Linked DNA regions of Drosophila melanogaster: region 2 is linked to region 1. Evidence: chromatin contacts called from public Hi-C data. All regions are on one chromosome and are shown on one strand. The core of a region is the stretch at or near the end of the contact, and the rest is flanking DNA. Distances in the headings are between cores, read along the strand shown.

The links. Hi-C and Micro-C count contacts between places; a contact is called where the count stands out from the background.
Region 2: a contact with region 1 is called in a Hi-C map of the Kc167 cell line, with 2.4 times the contacts expected there. The contact joins two enhancer-like sites.

The regions. Positions count from the first base shown.
Region 1 is chr3R:30,769,981-30,777,804 of dm6, reverse strand. It overlaps zfh1 (Zn finger homeodomain 1), which reads right to left. Exons shown (of 5, transcript NM_170522.4): 2 at 4,069-4,232; 3 at 3,108-3,818. Among named protein-coding and RNA genes, the nearest start is that of zfh1, 8.0 kb to the right of the region's middle. Within about 2 kb of position 4,779, at least 24 of the 39 cell types and tissues checked have an H3K27ac peak or open chromatin away from gene starts, as enhancers often do. A contact at or near this core is called in the Kc167 cell line, where this site is marked.
Region 2 is chr3R:31,717,190-31,724,574 of dm6, reverse strand. The region is part of intron 1 of ttk (tramtrack); the gene reads right to left. Among named protein-coding and RNA genes, the nearest start is that of ttk, 7.0 kb to the right of the region's middle. Within about 2 kb of position 5,259, at least 14 of the 39 cell types and tissues checked have an H3K27ac peak or open chromatin away from gene starts, as enhancers often do. A contact at or near this core is called in the Kc167 cell line, where this site is marked.

The sequences.
Region 1 (7,824 bases), core at 3,530-6,029:
TCTGCTTTAATTGCGAATAATTTTGAAAGTTTTAACGGCAGCAAATGCCAACTCCCCGTCACCTTTGACCTTACGGAGTCCGCAGAAAAGCATAAAAATACATTTAAAAGTGGGTAGACGAGCAAATAAAGGGTTGAGCGAAATAAATTGCTATTAATTTTTCACTCGCTCCGTTCGTCAAGCGGCGCCCCAAAGACGACGACCCAATGTGGATATGTGTGGACTGGCAGCAGTGGCAGGACTCGCAGGATTCGCAGCAGTCACAGGACTACACCTAAAGTGCATATAATTTTTCAATTTGAATTGTCTGCGCCCTGCCCCAGTTTGTGGCGGCCAAAAAGGTGGCAAACCGGAAACGGAAAAGCGGAAGGCAGCCAGCCAACCCACCAAATGAGTTGTGGCCAAAAAGTTGCAGCCATGTGCGTTTGCAGTTAAGCAAATATTTAATTGCTGCACTTTTTCTGCTGAAAGTTGGCCAGGACCTCTGCTTTTTTCGCCCGTAATTTATGGCCTGCCATTTGCTTGGCCGTCTGCCCCTCTTGTCTCCCCGCTTCCCCCTCCCCCGGTTAATGATGTTGACCTTAAAAACAAATGTTGAAATGTTGCATCAACAATGTTGGATTGATACGGCCATCCTGCTGCCCCCGCTGACCATCGATGTCAAGCGCTTTAATGCCTTTTCAATAAAATCGTTGCCTACTTTTGTGAGTCGACAGCCTGATTTCCATAATGAGCCATTTGTCTCGCTGGCCGAGCGGGCGGCATTATTGTTATTTCTGGCACTGTTTTTGTTTGCCGCATAATTAATTGTTTTCACACATAATAATTTAATACGGCGAACACGTGTAAAAGCCAATGGCCAACAATATTAAATAAATGCAATGTGCCACATCAATTATAATTGGTTTGTTCGTATAGTTTGCACACTTGGCCATGTGTCAATGTGGCTGTTGCCATTTTGGCCTTTTCGCATGTGTTTAAATGTTTAAATGTCATTAACGAAGCCGTAAATTATATGCAACCAGCGTGGGCAACGGGTCGGGTGGCAAAAAGAGGCAAACATACGCGAAGTTGCAACTCATAAACCTGCTCTTCAGCTCCAGAACTGGCCAACTTTATTAGCTTTTGGCCAGGCTGGTAATCATCGCAGCTTAGGTAAATATTAATAACGGCCAGCAGTTGTGAAAAGTGCAAAAAAAGCAATAGAAGGGAAAAGAGTGTACAGTGGGCTTAGATGGAAATTTTGAGGAGACTCAAGCAGGAAGAAGTATTAAAAATTCTTGTAAAATATACAAATAGAATAATGGAATATACTTGAGTATGCCTATTTATTATATATTGATATACGATTATTTAGCACCTTGCTCCACTGTTTCACGAAAAAACCTGAAATCTCATCTCGCATTTTTTCGGGGTGGTGTCAAACTTTTTCATTTCACTTGTGCTTTCTGCCCCCAAATGGGGAAGGTAAAAGATACAGCCCTCCGAAAAAAAGCATCATACAGGAAAAACAACAACAAACTAGCCATATGAATTTATGACCAGCAGTGGTGGGGGGAAAACTTTGGATGGAGACTGTATTCTGTATTGGGGGAGTGCAACAAAATTATAATTTATGTGGCTTTAATGGCCGCTGGGTAGCTCCAAGGTGAACCAGTGCCTGCTCCGCCTCTCCCTGTGATCCCTGACCCGTTTCCCACTTTCTCCTTATCGCGTGTGTGACGTACGAGACAGGCCTGGGTATTTTCTTTTTACAACTCGTGTGCCGCCACATAAGGCCAAGATGGCGACGAAGGACAGGAAAAGCGGAGGCGAGTGGAAAACCAAGTGGGCGGGGTCGTGTGGTTAGGTGTTATCAGGTTCCACTTGCCTGAGGCAACAATGCCTTATCACGCTGGCAGGCCTTAGAAAAAACAACAACTGCACAATTGGGAGTTATGAGCGTGTGACTGACAGACAGTCTTCCCCCATATTTCAACATATTTCTACACACACACACACACACACACACATAGGCACACACTTTTTATATACCCTTGTGATAACACCCCCAATTGTTTTTCCCCGTCGCCGCCATTGGGGAATTTCGTTTTTACTATTTTTCCTTCGGTCCGGTGAACGCCTACGTTTTATTTTTATGCCCCTTATCATAGTTTACTATTGTTTTGTTGTTGCCCCACGCCGATAAAACAAAAGTCGAATGGCGGTAGGCGATAAGAGTGAGGCGCGTTTCTCGAAACGCGTCTTTAAAAGTGCCAGTGCTTGTGGCGTGCACGGAGAAAAAAACCTTGAGGTCATATTTGAAAAAAAAAAAAAAAAACTAAATTCCAAGTGAGTAGTTTACTCTTAGTCACTATCGAGTGTGTGCTGTTTGTTTTTCGAAATATGCATATCTTAGCTACTTGCGTTGCTGTTTTTTTTTTTTTTTTTTTTTTTTTGACGATTTGTCAACAGGAAATATGCATAAGGTTGGCTCGGGATCCGGATCGGATGGCATGGGGTTTGATTGGATGCCGTACTTGGCACCGCACTGCCGTTATCGGTTGGCTCATTTCCCGTTAGCCGCGAACAAAGCCCACGCATTGTGCTACGACCGCCGTGATGTGTTCAAAGATCAAGTGCCCCCAGAACCATCTCCTGCCATCCCTGCCATCCCTGCCCGCCTGCATCCATCGCGGGCATTCAGATTCCGACTGCGCATGAGCAGCGGTCTCCAACACGTAAGCAAGTGGAAGGCGAGGGATAAGAACAAGTAACTTCTCTCTTATCGGACGCTTCCAGGAATTTCGATCCTCGCACCGCATTCCGCAGGTTTAGTCACTGGATTCCACGGCTTTTCGAGCTGATTGTCCCAAGAAACATTATTTTGGACATGTGACTCACTGACTCAAAGCTATTATCACTTCTCGGACATATGCGTGTATATAAAATATTTTTAAACATTATTAGGTATACTATAAACTCTGCCTCATTCATGCCTACAGAACTTCAGCCTTGACATTCTATATATAGAAACCCTTACTACGTCTTTACTCTTTAAATAGTTCTTTGGATATTATATTAGCACATTGATGTGCTTTTTTTTTGGATGGTTGTGTCCAACTCACCTGGGAGACATTGCTGACCGCCGCCGGTCCGCATGGCGAGTGGAGCTGCTCGTGCTGCTCGAGTTGCTCGCGGCTGGCGAAGGAGGCGGTGCACTGCATGCATGGATAGGCGCCACTCAGGTCGCCGGTGGTGGAGCCCGGACTGGATGTGGAGCGTGGGGCGCTGAGATCCAAATCGTAGGCGGAGTTGCTGCCCACGCTGCTGTTGCTGCCGGGCAGTTGCGGCGGCAGCAGTTGCTGCATGGCCATTTGATGCTGCTGCTGCTGCTGCAGTTGCTGCTGCTGTTGCAGTTGCTGCTGCTGCTGTTGGCTGGGCGAGCTGGCGGTGCGGGCGGACTGCATGGCCAGGGAGGCGGCGGCGGCCATGAACTGGGCGTGCAGGTGGGGCGGCAGTTGGGGCGGCGGATGCTGCAGCTGGGCGAAGAGGTCGCCGGGCGTGAGGGAGCCAGGTGAGCACATCGGCGACATTTTGTTAGCACTGTTGTGGTTCTTGGCCAGCTCGCTGTTGTTGTTCATGGACTGGCTGCTGGTGCTGTTGTTGTTGGCGTTGGCGGTGCTGCTGTTGTTGTTGCTGGCCAGCGGCGACTTGGCGTACCGCCTGCTGCTGCCGCTCATGTTGCTCTGCTCGTCCTCGGCATCGCTCTCCGGCTGGGCAGCTCCGCAGTTCAGCTTGTCGTGGGGATGCTCGCTGGCAATGTGCTCGCTGAGGGACTGTGAAAGTGAATGAAAAAGGATTTAAATTTATTACTTGATTAAGATGGCGCTTATCTGGCGTTTAGCCCCATGAACTTGGCCCTATAATCATAATCACTTGGCATTTCCCCTACTTCAATCCTACTGACGAAAGTTCTTTAATTTCCTAAGCTGAATTACTCTTAAATCAAAAATTACCAAGAATTAATGAGCAATAATTATTTGTACTGCTCAGTAACTAGGCTTTTGTTGGTTATCCAAATCTTACCTGATACTCGGGGAATCGCTTGTGGCACTGGGTACACTTGACCAGGAAGGCATCTGCAGCGGCACCTGGCTGGTTGGGATGGGCATCCTGGATCCCACTGGATCCCGGATTGCTGTGCTTCGGCGACTGGTTGTGGTGGAGCAAAGTGGAGGCCAGCGAGGGAACTGCGGAGAGATGGGGGAGGAAAACAAATTAACTGTCAGATCGTTTAAGAACCATAAAATATGCGAAAGGGAACTCGAAAACCAAATGAGAAGTATGTAGTGTGAGTGGGGCGAACTGCTGGCTGAGGTGCTGCAGAATCCACAGAGAGAAATTCGGGGCTAACTTACATATAGAGATGACAAAAGTTATAATTCAGAACGATGAGAACTTTAAAGTTACTCTAAGAAAATGTATAGATTTCAAACTGAATGGCTGATTGAATCTTATTTTCTCTGTGTTCCCAAGAACTGGTGGATCGACTTAATTTCGTGGCAAATCAACTTCGCAGGCCTTCACGCAAGACTGAAATCCGTAGAGGCGATGATCTCATGGTTTCTTTCGATCCGCCACAGAAACCAAAAAACAAAAAAAAAAAGAAAAGAAAAGAAAACAGAAACGGGCAAAAGAAGCGGAGAAAAGAAGTGGAAGAATTGAAGAACGCACGCACACTTGAGAGAGAAGAGTTGACTTAATCAGTTGAAAAAAGCGTTCAGCCATGGCGAAGGAGAAGAAAGAGACGGGCAGACAGAGAGGCAAGACGCGGTCCCAGAAGATTGCTGTTGCTTTGTTCCCCCGAGGGTCACTCAATTGCCCTCTCGCTCTCGCGCTACTCTGAAACTTTGTATCTGTATCTGAGAAGGTGGAAGACTTCACAAAATGGAGTTTCTGTTCTTTGGGTCTGTTTCTGTTTGTTTTTCCTATAGAGTGTGTAGAGGGCACAACAGAGCGAGTCTTTGTTCCCATTGCCATTTGATCGCTACCTTAATTTAAGCCAATTAACTGGCGGCAGACGAAGACAGATACTCAGTTACTCAGATACTGGAATACTGGAATACTGGGATACTCGAATACTCGAATACTCGAATACTCAGATGCGCGATACTCACATACGGGCACTGAATGAATGAACCCTGTTTTATCGCCACCTTTCTGCCAGAAGTATCTGTATCTGAGGGCTGTCGGTTCAATCAAGCGCAATCTACGAAAGTTCATTGCACGTTTTCACTTTCAATAGTTGCAATCTTAATTGATTTCGATGCGGGCTCCGATCAAAAAGGAATTAAAACCGATGATGATGCTTCATCGCTGGATGCCTCCCACCTTTATCACTTAAGAAGCCATTAAAAGTCATTATGGGACAACAGCTGACACACGTAGATCCCTATCTTTCGATTCCGTATCTTCGGACTAAATAGTTTATATAATTTTGAGTTCAAGAATTTATTTCGCCTGGTCCGCCTAATGACATTTTTATTGAAAGTTGTAAAACGACAACACTTTTTTATGGCCCCTACATTTGGTTTCATCAGCATAATGTGCCCCAAAGAAAAACTGCGCTCGTGGTGAAAAACGTGGAGCTCAACAAGTGTGTCACCAGCTCATTTAGCCCAATCAATTGTTCATAACCGAGGAATTATTAACGCAATCGGTTTTACACTTTTATTTTTCCGCCCCGTAACGCTGCTGCTGCTGAAATATTGAAAGTGTCCCGCAAATTAATTTCAATTTGTGCGCCACCGAAACGAAGTGAAAAGGAATTTCTTGTATTTGTTTCTGTTTTTTTTTTTTCAGAACGGTACTCGAGCGTTTTTCGTGTATTTCTATAGGTTCGGTCTCATCTTTCGGCTTCAACTATTTTGCGACCAACGCGAACCAATTGAAGTTGATTGATAGTGTTAGGTGTGTGTTAGAAGAAATCGAAAGAGAGAGCGCCGGGCATTTGAATTCTTCAAAGACGAAGGTATTTGAAATCTTTCATTTCAACCTGAACTTTATGGGCCCACGTTGGAAAGATACTATAGTTTTGCATTTTGAAAATACTTTCTAAAATTCAAAGTTATTAAAAAAATAAAAGCCACGAATCTCCTGCTTTGACAGTTGCCAAAATGTTGATTGGGGCATTATGTTTTTTATTCTTTCGAATGTTTGCGAGGGGGGACTTCTGGGGCAATTTATGGGCGACCGCACGTTTGCCAAAAACAAAACAAAAAACGCCAGCAATCAAAATCTAGCCGAGGGGAAATCTTCTGGAACGATGTCAAGTGTTTGCTGCCGATTCGTATTCTGTTCTGTTTTTTTTTTTTTTTGGTTCACCTGTGCGGTGGAAAACACGCGCAGCGAAAAATATTCAAAAATAGGGTAGATAAACGGATGTGGGGGAGGTCTGAATATTATAAATAATACGTAGATGGGCAGGCGGCGTAAATCAATGGCAAAATAAGCGAGAAAAGATACATTTGTATCTGCAGGATGGACGGACACCCGAGATACACCCACTAATTTTATGTGCTCGTTTTTATTGCCAACTTTTATTAGCCAGACATATTTCGACTAAGCCCGGCTAATGCAAATTTATTTATTTCTCCTGCGCCGTTCTACGCTTTTGAAAAAATTCAACATTTTCATTCCAATAATTTATTTGCTCGTCGAATTTTCCACCTGACTTTCCCCAGCTTTTCCCCGCTTGTCAGTGGCCAAAGTGTTTTTTAATATTTCACTGACAGCCGATTGTCACGACAATTTTCCGCGCTCTAGCGCCGACAGGTGAGGGAAATTCTTTGGGGCACCGGAAAATTGTTTAGCGATTGCTGACGCAGTTGCAGACAAATGGACGACAGGTGGCGCCCGCTGGCGAAGAGGGGTTCGATGATATTTAATGCAAATAAACATAAATTCTAGCACTTAATTATAAACAGACCTCCGGGCCTGCGCTCATTTGCAGTCAATGAACGTGGTTAGCATATTTATGATATAAATTGCCTGCAAATGAGAGCGAGTGCAAAAACACTTAGTACAGAGCTAGCTAATTGCCAGTGGAAAAACAAAACACAAAAAAAAAAAAAATAATAAAAAAATAAGGGGGAAATGCGAAAAACGACACTATCAGACAGTCGCAATTAATTTGTAAATGAAAACCTGTGGGAAGGTTTACGGCTCAGTTGTTTGCCTCGTCGAGTTTCAGACGTGCGAATATTTATGGCCGCAATCGAGTGGAGAACGAACCCGTCTCGAACCGAATCGAATCGAATCGTATTGGAATTCCAGGAGGGTCCAAGTCCGATCTCAAGTGGCAATCGGCTTTGGGCACAGCCACACATGTGAGCGGCATGTGGAGTTGTCCCGATAATCGCTCTAAATTTGGAATGCCCTTTCGAGGGCTTGCCTACCTAGAGATCCGTGCACTGAGAACAATTGCCAGCGAAAGATACAAAATATATATGAAGGGGTTTCTGCCCTGCACTCCACTCCTTCCAAAAAAAAAAAACGGACTTTAAAGTGACGGTTTCTTTCAGTGTCGCACCTTTGCCCTGGTCTACTCTCCACTTTCGAATGGGCACAAAGGTGGCCACGTTGTGCCCCTTCAAGTGGCAAATGCAAAGGTGCAGATTCGGAGCCAGACGATCGCCTATAAATAGAGTTCTCCTTTCTGCCCTTTCTGCTTTATTTGTTTGTTCAGCAAGCTGATGCTGCGTGCTGCTTGCTGCTTGCTGCTTGCTGCCTGCTGCATGTTGCACGTTGCACGTTGCTAGTTGCTAGTTGCTGCTGCCACGT
Region 2 (7,385 bases), core at 4,010-6,509, 950 kb before region 1:
GCCGCTGTAGAAGTGCATTGTAGGTTTTGTTGTTGTAAGGGCAACTTCTGGGCTGGGCTCTTTATTGAAACCATTTGGGGTTGGGCTGCAGCTTTGCTGGGGTTTTCCGGACCTCTGAAATATCGGAAAGCATGTGGAAAAGCGAGAGCCAGTAAAGAAGGCGTGGTGGGATGTACAGTGGATACTCAAATAAATTGACTGAAGTTTAAATGTTGAATCTTTTTTTTTACAAACCTTAGACATTTGTAAAACATTCACAACATAAATCGAAATAACAAAGTTTGGCTCAAAAAGGCACTTCACAAAAAATATGACGAGGATCATAAAAATATGTAATTATTCACAACAACAAAATTAATGGGTGTTTCACTGCATGGCTTTGTGCTGGCTGGTTGGCAGGAGCGTTTTTCTGAGGTTTTTTTTTTTAGGAGAGGGATTACGTAAGCGGGCTGTAAATTCTACAAGTGGATTGACTCAACAGCCATTGGGGATCGGATCCTAAGCAACGAGCTTTGAGCACAGTTCCCTCGCTCTTTTATAATTTGTTCGTGTGTTTTTATCCTACACACCTTGGTGGGTATTTTGTTGCTGCTGTTGTTGTTGTTGTCTATTATTAACTGGCTGAAGGCGTAACGGCAGCAACAACAACACACCATCCCCACCCCTTAGCCCCTTGCAACGGAAACGATCGTTTCGCCTAATAGGCTCTCACACACACAGACGCACGCACACACAACGATAGAGCTCCCCAACCCAGGTGAAATAGCAACAAATGCACACACACTCGCACACACAGGCTAGACAACTACAACAACAATAAGGTAGTCACTGAATCGTAAATTCCTGTTGCTGTTTCTCAGTCGACGTCGCTGCCGCTGTTGTTGTTTGCCTTGCCCTATTGCGTGTTGTTGGTGGTGTTTTTTATTTCATTTTTTCAGACTGTGTAGTTTTTTCTACTTTTGAGTGGCTTTTGTGGAGCTTTGCCAGGGACTGGAACTCTGACTCCGGCTCTCGGGTCTATGGGTCCATTGTATGGGCATGGCTGCACGGTGAGAAATAGGATCATAGGCCATTAGGGCGGAGTTTTAAGTACACATACATATGTATGTAGTTACTTTTTGAACTCGCATCGCATCAGATCACATCAGCTTAGAATATATGCAGTATATGACAGCTGATGATCTAGGACAATGTAACTTCCCTTAATTATATTGAAATCATTCCTATATGTACATATACACACATATACGTATACACACATATGTACATATATGTATGTATGCGATCTAATTGATCCTCAACTCGCACCTTTTTTGTGCAGTGGTTGCTATTGTTGCTGCCGTTCTACTTAGTCGCTGGTCTAATACGTACACATAAACCGCTCTATCTACGCTTCATGACTTCCTCTCCCCACTCCCCAAAAAAGGGGTTTCGGTGGGGGGAGTTGTCAGCGGGGAATGCTCTCCTGCTTGAATTTTATCAGCGTAAAGCTACAACAATAAGTTCCGTGGGGCGGTAGATGCATGTGTGTGTGCGAGAGCGGAGGTTGGAAGTATAATCGGTGACAGGGCTCACAAATTAACGATGCTTCCTCTTCTTCTCCCACAGACCACGATGATGATGTTGAAATTTCAAATTCGGTTGGGAGTGAAAACGGAATTTGTACATTGCACGGAGGAAGACCCGTTTGAAATGTGGCAGTGAGGATGGGCAATTATAACGAATGAGTTTCCCAATGTGGGATTTTCACAGCCAGTAAGGAATGGAAATCTTGTGCCTCGCATGTCCCATGACAGCTGACTTAAGAGACTTCTTTTTTATATAATTTTTCTTCTTGGAAGGTGCTTGGTCCTTGGATAGCAATTTAAAGCCTTTTCTTGATTATCGAACTCCCCCGGCTAATCTGGAGAAATTTAAATAATAGAAATTAATATCTCATGCCATTCAGAGCACCCGACCTTTATCCGCGACCATCATGGTGAGTCTTTCCGCCGCACAAGGTGATTGTCTCACCTGATCTCTTAATGAACCTGTTTATTTATGGGCTTTATAGACCCTTTGGGCCTCAGAGGTTGCCAATTGTTACCCAATATCTTCGGCCTAAAGTGGGTTTCTGGTGCTAGTTTTCTTGAATGCTGTTGTTGTGGTTGAAGTCTCGTCTGGCGGGGGACATACAATACTATATATCCACTACCCAAACGAGTGTGTGTGTGCGTGACACTTGGCACATGTGGCCCACACACAATCGCAATAGTCGCCCCCGCAACACATCGAACTGTGTGAAAATCCAGCTAACTGAGCCGCCGAGTCAACCGAAAACCACCAGAGCCTGTGATTTCTACATGCGTGCGTGCTCCCCCTTCCCCTCACCCTACCCCAGCCTCGCCCAACAAAGTGCGTGAGATCGAGGGGGATGCAAGACCGAAGGGGCTTTTGGCTTTTTTTTTGGTTTCCTCTAGCGATATTTGTGCCGTGTAAACACCAAAAGCCACTGAGTTGGCCCGCAGAGAGAAAGAGAGGCACATTAGCTCTCCTAACGTTAAGGCGTGTGGGTAGTGGTGCCAGCGTATCTGTGTTGATGACTGACTAACTGAGTAACTGCTGCTAGCTGCTGGCTATGTGGCCGGATTCTGGTGTTCCGTCGACGCCAGCGGCGGAACAGGTATCGCAGGTTGGCACCAAGCACATGTGCCGACTGCCAGTTCCCCTAACCCCTTCCCAACAACCCTCCTGCCCTAACGCCTTCCTGCCGCCGAACGCCGCGTCTGGAGACTAAAACCTCCCAAGCCCCTCCTTCTGCACAGAGAACAATTGAGTCCTAGGTCAGCAGTTCCTTTGAACTTAATTTAGGTACAAAATATATAATGGTATTTTATTCACGGTCAACTGAGCCAACTTTTAAAACATATCCTTGTAATGCATGGACGATTGTTACTCTGATTTGGTTACATTCATAACTCTCCTGCTCCCTTTCTCCCCCGCTCTGTGCTCTTCGATCTTCGGTCTTCGTTCTTGCGCGCCGTCTTCGCTCTTCCCAGCGATTCTCCCTGCTTCGTTTTCTAGCGACGACGACGCTTGGCTGTCATAAAGTCCCGTTGTTGTTTTTGTAGCTCCGGCAGTTTCTAGCGCTTTCTGCGCCTTTGTTCGCCAAGTGTAAAATTCCTTTGCACGTAGGCACCCAAAAGAAAAAGCTTGGCTTAAAGCATAACAAAAACAGAAACGGAAAAAATGAAAACACAAACTGGAAAAAGGTTAGCGGCCAAGCACGTAAGCCCCGAAGAGAAGGGGCTTTCGAGGGGCCGTTGTCAATGCCACACCAACACTCGCATCGTAGGACTCTGGTTTTTGGACCAAGTCAAAACCCCCCCCCCCCATGGTTTTCAAAATTGTCATTCAAGTGTAACCGAGGTTTGTACACACACTTACCCACCCACCAACATGGAATGTAAATATGTATGTGTATAGTTTCATTCATAGAGAAATTTAATAATAGACACGCCATGGAGGAATCCCCGCGAAGCACCATGGAGATCATTCGAGATTTTTTTATCGCCATTTGTGACAACCTAGGAAGTGCAGTCGGCAACGGATTAACGAATTGGTTCCCATTTAAATTTGAAGATACTTCATTAGCAGCTTTTTAACCGTTGAAATATGTGTAATATAAATACTATCCAATAATATCTATAACAACATAGAGAGAATGATTGTCAATTCATTATATATTGATTGTTTGTTCCACTGTTTGTTATCTTCATCAAGGTATCTATAAATCGATGGATACGTAAACTTATTTATTGACATTTCGAAAATACATTTATTTAGTTTAATGTATTTCTTTAAAACCTGATTTTAGCCGGCAATTTTGCATTTTATGGGTTGTCTTAAAATTAGGTAATTAAGAAAAGTTCCTCTTTAACATGTTATATAGCTTTTAATATGGGATAATACCATATTATGTATATTTAAATAGGAGTAAGTATTGGTCGCACAATGGTAACAACATATTTTAAGAAAGAAAACTACATATAATTATGGTAAGAAAATTAAAACCGAAAGTCTGTTTGTCCCATTGTGCGTATAATAGCAAAAACAACAGCATGTCCCCAAAGATACACAACCACATGTCTGTAACACATCCGATATGTGGATATGTGTGTATATCCGTACTGGTTCCAATCATATAAGGCAAACATTTGCGGAGGAGTGAACGCCAACGAAAACAACAAAGAACCGCTCTGCTCTTCGGCTATGAACTATGAAATGAGCTTGGTGACACGGGGTGCAGGAGGAGGGGCAGCGGCAGGGAAGGGATGGGGCTGGCTTTGGGGGAGGACGGGGAAAACTAGTTGCCCTCGGTTGGGTGAGCTCACCCTGTCGATCGGCGGGATGTGGAAGCTGGAAAACTGCGACTTCCAATGACTGATTTGTGGGCATCGTCAGAGGGATGTTGATTTATTTCAGAAATAGAACAAGTTACTGGTTTTTTATCCAAAAATGTATTATTTATCTATGCACATATGTATAAGTTACTCGACGAGATCAGCTCAGCATGTAGCTAGGGATTTTAGTGTTTTATTTTCTCCGTACTCAATATTTGCCTCTCCGTACAATATTTTTTCTTTTCCAAAAGCCTAACCACCAATGGGGGACTCAAAAACTAGTTGACTAGTTTGGGCCGTTGATTACCACATCGTTTTCGGCTATCATTTGTCAGGCAAAAAATGCAGTCACTCACAGCAGTGCCATAAAAGGGCGTCTCTCCTCGACGATCTTGCAACACTCCACCAGCCCCGCCTGCCCCTTGAACAGCCCACAGCCCCTTCCCCAGAGCCTCAGGGCTGTCAGCATTATTGATCTATGCCTGCGTTTTTGTTGCTGCGACCGCTTCACGCCTCGACCCACACAGTCATTTGCCCTCGCATTCGCAGAGCTTTTTATGGCGGTGTCCTTAATTTAGACATTCGAAATGCGGGTCACCGCCGGACGGGGAAAGTTCCGCAGCTCAGCATTCGCACTGACACACTTGGTTGGCCACTCGACGATCCACCAGCGCTCTACACATGGCCACCGCACAACCACCAGAACCCCTCAAAAGTCGCTGATAATTGCGAAATCTTAATAGTGTTGAAGGCGTTATTCTGAAACGCAAAGCAGCAAGCACTTTGAGTGTTGGGAGGAGAACTACGAGTATGCAAAGGAATCCAGTGTTAGTATGCATAATTTTGGGGAACGGAGGGATATGCGATTAGGGTCCAAGAACGGGCTTGTTGCCCATTTCCTGCGATTCCCTCCGATTCTGGAGAATGTGAGTTCATCAGTGCGCGTGCTTTGCGTATGTATGTTTGTAGTTCTCTTAACCGCGTTTTGCTGATAAGACGGACGAAGGAAGTACCTCCACGATAGCAGTGTGTACACATGCATGTACTTTGGTCGTTGGGACACGCCTGATAAAGGCACCAGCTGCAGAGGCCTTGCCGCCCATGATTCATGCCCGATTGCCCTTTCCTAGGAGCCGCCAGAATTTTGGACTCATGGCCGATGAGAAAGCTTTCTTCGCTTTGCTGCGATAACAGCGGAGAAGAAGAGAGAATCGAAATTAGAATGCCGGCATTCTTCGAAAGTAACGAATCACACAGGCCCATGTGTTTGCTTTGGGCTTTCTCCGCGGGGAAAACTTTAGTGAACTCAAATCAGATGCCTCCTTCGGTCTCGCATCGAAACTTTTCTTTTCGGTTGATATACACCCCAAATGTTGGTGGCATGGGGCGTTCTTCCTGCCGTCGTTAGTAGAAACTAGAAAACTCGGTGCGGATATTTATAAACGACCCAATTGTGGGATCCAGCCAGCGATCCTCTGACGAAACTTTTGAAAACAGCTGCACCCGGCCATGCGGCGATATCCCCTCAAAGGCCCACCGATCGAATCGAAAAGCTAAATGGGGCACTCAAATGAGGGACAGAAAGAGCGAATCGCGAGGATCGTACGTTTGGAATCGCCTTGATCGGCTGGGCAAAAAAGCAACAAAGGAAACGACGAGAAATACGTAAGTGGGGGAGTCATCGGGGCTATGCCCATTACTTTTAGGATGCGGGGTAACATTTTTTGGTTATTTATAAATTATATATTATGGTAAGTACATTTTCTGGTAAATATCCACATTTAAAACTAACCATTGTTTAAAGCAACAATCTCCTGTAAGTTATTAGATTTATATAGACTGTGCAGCACATTTTGTTACCCTTGACGTACATAGCTGTTTAGTGTGCCCATATCCCCTTTCTAGGATGTTCACTAAGGGGTATGCCCAGAAAAAGCACGCAGTCTGCTGCTTTCTCTTCGTGCGTTTCGTGGGCCTCTGCCGCGGTCGGCGTCGCCATATATTTCACTTTTTAATTTCTTAAATTTTTTTGATAGCGTTCTCCTTGCTCTCCTGCCGTGTGTGCGTCCGTTTTGTGGTATGGTATGTGTGCGAATGCCATCCCCATAGTCTCCACTTCCACTTCCTCCTGCGCCTCCTACCTCCTCCCACCACCCACCACCCATCGTCCCCCACACCGCTGCGCACTCAATTAAGCTTATCGCCCACTGTCCGCCCGTGTGCGTGAGTATCTGTGTGTGCTTTTTATTTGTGTGTGCCTTGTATCTGCGACGTTTTGTGGGGATATCTGCGTGCTGCTTGCTTTTTAGAGGTGACTTTCCTCGTCTGCGCTCCTTGAAGGCTACGAGGAAAACATCTCTGCTGGCTTCTCGTTTTCTGTCTTCCCCGTTCGCCTGTTCCTCTCCTCCTCCGCCTACCACCCACACCACACCACCCCACCTCACCCCCATTCACTCGCCCTGGGAAGCACGCTGCTGGTGTCGTGTGCAAATGGCCCCAACAGCGGCGGCCGCAATCGAAAAATCCTCTTTGAGAGGATTAAAATATACACAGCTTTTTTCTTATTGTCATGTGCTCTTTGCTTCCCTGCGAGCGGTACAGTGGGGCATATGCGATGATTTTGGGTAAAAAGGATTTTTGAGGATTTGGCATAATAGTTATGATAAATCTCAGTACTTCTTGGACGCTTATATGTCATATTATCGTTTTGAGCTCAACATGGAATTTCAACGGAATTTCTGTAAGGACTGTCAGGAATGTATATTTGTTTTGAGCTACAACCTTCAAGATTGATTGTAAGTCCAATTATGAAAACAAAAAGGGCAATGTGGAATTTGAACACAGCTCCACTGTGCCCGCCTTGTATCCCCAACCTCCGGTTGTCCCACACACGGACAAACGGAACGGACACCGTCCCCTGGCAAAGCTTAAGGGTAGCAGAGGCGTTGGCAGCGCTGCTTTCAATTACATTTCATTTGCATTTCGTAGTGTGCTGTCTACCTC